Regions from separate parts of the Salvelinus alpinus genome. Here region 2 is linked to region 1. The links are chromatin contacts, called in public Hi-C maps. All regions are on one chromosome and are shown on one strand. Each heading gives the region's core, a stretch centred on a gene start, on an enhancer-like site or on the middle of the called end of the contact. The rest is flanking DNA. Distances are from core to core; before and after follow the strand shown. Region 1 holds the start of LOC139539877 (heat shock factor protein 4-like). Region 2 holds the start of LOC139539880 (craniofacial development protein 1-like).

What was found. Hi-C and Micro-C count contacts between places; a contact is called where the count stands out from the background.
Region 2: a contact with region 1 is called in a Hi-C map of red muscle, with 12 times the contacts expected there. The contact joins the promoter of LOC139539880 here to the promoter of LOC139539877 in region 1. A contact is called at or near these places in 3 of 3 Hi-C or Micro-C datasets (liver, muscle and red muscle).

What each region holds. Positions count from the first base shown.
Region 1 is chr15:29,314,683-29,318,312 of SLU_Salpinus.1, forward strand. LOC139539877 (heat shock factor protein 4-like) reads left to right here and starts at 1,656. Exons shown (of 13, transcript XM_071343246.1): 1 at 1,656-1,907; 2 at 3,121-3,229; 3 at 3,486-3,613. The coding sequence starts at 1,782.
Region 2 is chr15:29,556,480-29,560,109 of SLU_Salpinus.1, forward strand. LOC139539880 (craniofacial development protein 1-like) reads right to left here and starts at 1,900. Exons shown (of 7, transcript XM_071343254.1): 1 at 1,480-1,900; 2 at 1,131-1,263. The coding sequence starts at 1,546. It overlaps LOC139539881 (transmembrane protein 170A-like), which reads left to right and starts at 2,214. Exons shown (of 3, transcript XM_071343255.1): 1 at 2,214-2,355; 2 at 3,113-3,283; 3 at 3,420-3,630. The coding sequence starts at 2,214. The coding sequence ends at 3,550.

The DNA of each region.
Region 1 (3,630 bases), core at 406-2,905:
AGAAATACTGGTGTGCAAAAGAGCAGAAAAGTAAATAAAAACAATATGGGGATGAGGTAGGTAGATTGGTTGGGCTATTTACAGATGGGCTATGTACAGCTGCAGCAATCGGTTAGCTGCTCAAATAGCTGATGTTTAAAGTTAGTGAGGGAAATATAAGTCTCCATATTGCTTGCTTCATATACGGAACCCATAAAGGTCATACACACTGTGAACACTTTACTAATATTAAGTTGCAACCCCTTTTGCCCTCAGAACAGCTTCAATTCGTCGGAGCTTGGACTCCACAAGGTGTCGAAAGCATTTCAAAAGGGACGCTGGCCCATGTTGACTCCAATGCTTCCCACAGTTGTGTAAAGTTGGCTGGATGTCCTTTGGGTGGTGGACCATTGTTGATACACACTGGAAACTGTTGAGTGTGAAAAACCCAGCAGCGTTGCAGTTCTTGACACACTCAAACCGGTGCGCTTGACAGCTACTACCATACCCTGTTTTGTTGTGCCCATTCATCTGCAGAATGGCACACATACACAATCCATGTCTCAATTGTCTCAAGGCTTAAAAATCCTTCTTTAACCTGTCTCCTCCCCTTCATCTACACCGTCTTGAAGTGGATTTAACAGGTGACATCAATAAGGGATCATAGCTTTCACCTGGATTTACCTGGTCAGTCTTGGAAAGAGTGTTCCTAATGTTTTGTGCAGTGAATGTATAGAACCCTTTGTAGGGTTCTTCTTTACTGAACCAAAACTAGTTCCATATAGAACCCTTGGGTTCCATACAGGGTTCTATATGGAACCAATTTTGGTTATATATAGAACCTTAAGGGGTGCCATGTATGAAGAAAGAATTGAACTATTTTGGTTAAATCCAGAAGCTTTTTTTCTAAGCATGCTGTACAAAGGTTGCTGCTCGTTTTGAACATAGCCTATATGTCAGCCTTGAATATAAGCTATATTTTTCAGTGTCACTATTTTGCATTTATGTTTTGTACTTTGGTATTTCTTTTTCAGTGTTGTTTCAGTGATTCATCACATCACAATTGTAGGCCCTACTTCTATTTGTATTTATGTTTCAGTTTTTGTTTAGTGCCTAAGGAGCTTAACTATTTGTCATGTGACTAAACACAGATCAAGATACATAAAAATGAGGATTCTTCAGAGATGCAAACAAGAATTCCAATTACATGGTCACAAATAAGAACTCATTTGTATTTCTGACCGGGATTTGGAAATTATCCTTATCAGATTTTATCAGACAGTCAGTTAAAATAACTTTATATTGTTTTGGGTAAAACAATAACCTTTGTGACACAAAACCAGTGGGCATTGATACACAATTCATGCAAAGCACATACTGTACTATGTACTCTTTCTAAGGGTTGGATGATGTTGTTATATGATATTTATGTGTTTGTCTATGATCTGTGAAGATAAGTAATTGAGGAGTCTCAGTATACACACCCACACACACGTATTCACCAGCGCTCCTGTGCTGTATCGTATTGTCTAGCATGACAGTGTGCTATTATTCTAGGCTTTGTGATGGCCTGTATTGTTTTCCAGTGGGGTCTTTTGTTGTGTTGGAGGGCTATGGTGATGCTGCAGGGGCAGGTTTGTGCTGACGATGGCCTGTAGGGATGACAGGGCCTGATATGGCCGTATGACTGGTCCAGAGAGAGTCAGCAGCAAAGCAGCTCAGAGATGGAGTAGGACCTGTGCACATACACACTCTTACACATATTCTTAATAACACCGCCTTGCTCCAACTGAAGCGCAGCCATGCAAGAATCTCCTGGCTCTATTGGTGTGGATGGAGGTTATGCCAGTAATGTGCCTGCCTTCCTCACCAAACTGTGGACCCTGGTCGAGGACCCGGACACCAACCACCTCATCTGCTGGAGTGCTGTGAGTACCTGAAGCACTGACTCTTCTGATTGGTTAAGTTGGTTAAAGAGAGTCAGAGGTCTTTCATACTGTTGAATATATTTAATGTGTTTGATATAAATTACAAGAATGAGAAGATAAGTAATGGTTAGGTGCAGTGGCAAGATAGAACTATGAGTAATAGACAAGTTCTATGTTTGACTATCAAATTAATTGGATATCATGACTGTTTATACTCGGGTTGACTGAAAAGTGGATGTGTTTAAACCTTTGGTTAACCCAAAACATGTGCCTCGCATTCATTGGCAGCATTAGATAGATCTGGAGGGTAACCGAGTAAATGTCTTCCAGTGTTGTTCCCTTTATAAACTAAGGGTATCGTCAAAAAGTATGATTAGTATCGATCATATCAGTATTGTATCACACATCTTCACAGTGTAAGAAGTGGTGAATGAGACCACATACTAAGCAACCCTTGACATCTTTATCTTTGTACCTGTTTGTGTTACTGTTATGCCCAAGATTCCACAATCTGGCTTACAGAGTCCTCAAAATGTAAGTGAGTAACCATCTTTGAGAGAATCATGACTTCATCATGTTCATTAACTGATTTTTGCTTACTGGACACATATGGGGATAGAAATATTGACTTTAACAACATTTTCAAAATCATGTAGCCAACCTGTTTAACACTTAAAGAATGTGCTATTGGACTATGATGAAATGACAAAAGTCCATAAGCTTCGCATTGATTTAGTGTCTAAGAGGTATGGGTACAGTTTGCTGGTACATAGTTTTTTCCCTCAACCTTCATTTTAGCACTTAGAATTCTTAGAACTTAGAATATATATATTTTGAATGTAAGTGGCAAAGCTTCCCCTGTTCTGTTTTAATCCAGGTAGCCTGTAAAACATTAACTAGGATATACACATTTCTCAGAACAGATTTTATATGGACTTATTGGTATAAAGCAAAAAATACACTTCCTACTTGATCAACCTTCACAGGATTTATAGAACTGAGCATTATATGTTTTTGACATTGGGCTGGTTTCCCGGACAGCCTAGTCCTGGACTAAAAAGCATGCTCAATGAAGAATCTCCATTGAAACTGCATTTTGGTCCCTTTAACTTGTCTGGGAAACTGGCCCTGAATGTTGAATTGAGGTAGTCAATGTCTAACCAGTGTTTCATAGAACTTAAACACAAACCCCTATTTTGGTTATGTCCCTCAGACTGGGACCAGCTTCCATGTGTTCGACCAGGGCAGGTTTGCCAAAGAGGTCCTGCCAAAATACTTCAAACATAACAACATGGCCAGCTTTGTTCGTCAGCTCAACATGTGTGAGTACCTCTCCTCAGCTCTAGAGAATAGCGAAATACCCTGTCAGATATTTAGCAGTATTTAGAAGTCAATTGTGTAGGAGTGACTTTTGTATTGTTTATGTGTAGGTAGGCTATGCATTAATTTATGTATTTGAGTGTTTGTGCCTCTGGATGTGTGTTTGTGCCTCTTGAGGTGTGATTGTGTGTGTGTGTGTGCATGTGTGTTTGTGTGTGTGTGTTGCTGTGTGCCGCAAACCTCTGGGCTGATGTACAGATGGCTTCAGGAAGGTGGTGAACATAGAGCAGAGTGGTCTGGTGAAGCCAGAGAGAGACGACACAGAGTTTCAGCACCTCTACTTCCTGCAAGGCCACGAACACCTGCTGGAGCACATCAAGAGGAAGGTGAGACAGAAACCTAG
Region 2 (3,630 bases), core at 650-3,149, 240 kb after region 1:
CATCAAGTTTGCAGACGACACAACAGTAGTGGGCTTGATTACCAACAACGACGAGACAGCCTACAGGGAGGAGGTGAGGGCACTCGGAGTGTGGTGTCAGGAAAATAACCTCTCACTCAATGTCAACAAAACAAAGGAGATGATCGTGGACTTCAGGAAACAGCAGAGGGAGCACCCGGCTATCCACATTGAAGGGACAGCAGTGGAAAAGGTGGAAAGTTAAGTTCCTCGGCGTACACATCACAGACAAAATGAAATGGTCCACTCACACAGACAGTGTGGTGAAGAAGGCACAACAGCGCATCTTCAACCTCAGGAGGCTGAAGAAATTTGGCTTGTCACCCAAAACCCTGACAAACTTTTAGAGATGCACAATCGAGAGCATCCTGTCAGGCTGTACCACTGCCTGGTACGGCAACTGCACCGCCCTCAACCGCAAGGCTCTCCAGAGGGTGGTGCTGTCTGCACAACGCATCACCAGGGGCAAACTACCTGCCCTCCATGACACCTACAGCAGTCGATGTCACAGGAAGGCCAAAAAGATCATCGAGGACATCAACCACCCGAGCCACTGCTTGTTCACACCGCTACCATCCAGAAGGCGAGGTCAGTACAGGTGCATCAAAGCTGGGACCGAGAGACTGAAAAACAGCTTCTATCTCAAGGCCATCTGACTGCTAAACAGCAATCACTAACTCAGAGAGGCTGCTGCCTACATTAAGACCCAATCACTGGCCACTTTAATAAATGGAGCACTAGTCACTTTATACAATGCTCTCTAAATAATGCCACTTTAATAATGTTTACAGATCTTACATTACTCATATCACATGTATATACTGTATGTTATACCATCTATTGCACCTTGCCTATGCCGCTCGGCCATCGCTCATCCATATATTTACATGTACATATTCTCATTCACCCCTTTAGATTTGTGTGTATTAGGTAGTTGTTGGGGAATTGTTAGATTACTTGTTAGATATTACTGCACTGTCAGAACTAGAAGCCCAAGCATTTCGCTACACTCACATTAACATCTGCTAACCATGTGTATGTGACAAATAAAATGTGATTTGACACCATTGGTCTAAAAACTAAGCCAAATACAAAAGTGTTGAATCACTCACCTCATGCCAATGTCTTGGCCTTTCTTCTTTTTCTTCTTGGTGACATTATCTGACTGTTGGCTACTATCGTCAACCTCTTCCAGACCATCTTCTTTCACACATTGATTCATGTCATCTTCACTGAGGTTGTCATCTGTCAACCACACAACAATCATGGTAAGACTTGAATTGAATGACAAATACAGTAGCTAATTATCATCAAGCAACATACATGAAGAATATGACACATACAATGGAAATATTGCATAACTACTGTATAAGGTTATGATTCTCTGTCATGTGTGTAACGTTAATAACATATCTGCTCAACTAGCATTGCATTTCTATCTGTTTGTGGAAGTAACCTTACCAGATGGGACATAGTCTTGATCTGCATTTGAAGAATAGCCATCGGAATCATAATCTGAGTAATTCATAATTTCCCCTCCAGAAAGAGCCTACACTTTCTGCCAATAGTAAACACAGCAGTAAATGTATGGATAACTGGCTAGCTAGCAAATTACAAAGCACCGGATATCTGACGAACCCTGTCTGTAGCTATCACGCGGTTACAAAATAACCGATAAAGTTATTAAATATTTCTAGCTGTATAGTTTATTATAGCTACAATTACAATAACAAACAAATACACAACTATCTACAATATGAAAACGTGTGGCTTTGTTGACTAGCTACAGAAAGGAGCGCGGATGTATATTTATCCTTGTGTAATTCTATGGTAGCTGCTTATCTGACTTCCCGATTTACTACGGCAAGTCCACAGGATCAATCGATCGTTAGGAAAGACGCGTTATCGCTTATTTTTTGTTGGAGAATGAATACCGTATTCATAATCGATTGCATTATTATATATTTATATGTTAATATGGTTTGGAAATTGTATTCAACAATTTATCAAAATTGTGAAATCCTTTTTGTGACCACGCCTCTGATGAGTCTGGTACGGCGTGACGCCAAATCAAGTTGTGTTGACATCAAGCTAACGGCTAATAACAGGAGATCAACCAACCCTTGTCGACTTGCTAGCTAGATCCAACATTAATGTTCTGATGGTGTTATTCGGATATTCGTGGTCTCGCACACATGCTCGTGGTGTTCTGTGCATTAGACATGCAGAACGGATATAACGAGATTGGGTTTGTGCAGCAAATTCTTAGCTTGAATTTGGTCCCTAGGAAAAATGGCACCAATCGAGGCAACGACACATCGCTTAGCGACTTCTCAGGTGAGATTCATTCCACAGCCCCTCTGTTCTACATTAGCCAGTTGAACAACATTATTATAAACTTTGTAACGTACATTTTTCGTTAACTATTATCCAGGTAACCGATTTAACGTAGCTAGTAATACTACTTAGTGAGCTACCACATTCATATAGACGCTAAACCTAAACTAAGGCGTCGTAACGTTTGGGTCCTTACGTTAGTCCATCATTATTGAGCTACTTAGCTAGCTAGATAGCTACTAGCTAGATAAGTTAACATGGCTACTACTGTAGCTAGCTATTGTGAATGCTAAACAAGTAGCTAGCTAGTTAACTTTAGCGGGCTAGCTAATCAAGTGCTAGCTAGCCAGCTGGCAATAACAACAAATATTATTGTGCAAAACGGACAACTTTAAATTACCCATAACGTTAGGTAATCCATTAGAGTAGCCATCAATTGTCTTTTTTGAGAGAAAGCATTGTTTTATATATATACCCACACACACTCTAATGGATTACCTAACGTTATGTATATATTACCAAACGTTTTATATATATATATATATATATGTGTGTGTGAGAGATGTTATATATATGTGTAATCATTAGCAGCTTGGATTATTTTGCAGGGTGATTAAGGGGTCAGTTTAACATAATAGGCACTGGATAGGGTAGTATTTAATTCAGAAGACATGTCAGGCAACAGGCATGTGTAATGTCTGTAAACTCTGCTAAACCTAGCAAGGCTATATGTTACTGCTTAGTTCCTTTGTTTCAGAGATGTGGTATGGAGTCTTCTTGTGGGCTGCTGTCTCTTCACTGGTGTTCCACCTACCTGCTGCTCTCCTGGCCCTCGCCACCCTGCGACAACACAAAATAGCCCGCTTCATGCCCATTGCCATCATACTGATGAGTATCGTGGGCCCTGTGTGTGGTGGTGTCCTTACCAGTGAGTTACTCACGTCATGTTCTGATAAGCCATCAACATAATCCATTATTGTACACGTAGACATAAACTACTCATTGAGTCAGTGTTCAAATTATTTTATACTTTTCAAAAACCAAAAATGTCTTTGTGCATGTAGGTGCCGCCATTGCTGGGGTGTACAAAGCAGCAGGGAAGAGGATGATCTCCTTGGAGGCATTGGTGTTTGGAGTGGGCCAGTCCTTCTGTGTCCTCATTATCTCCTTCTTAAGAGTCCTAGCTACACTCTAGCACTGGGACACAGGAACTCAAAGAGGGAGAGGGGGGGGAGGACATGCAATCAGCAGGACGGCATATGCAAGAAAGCTGTT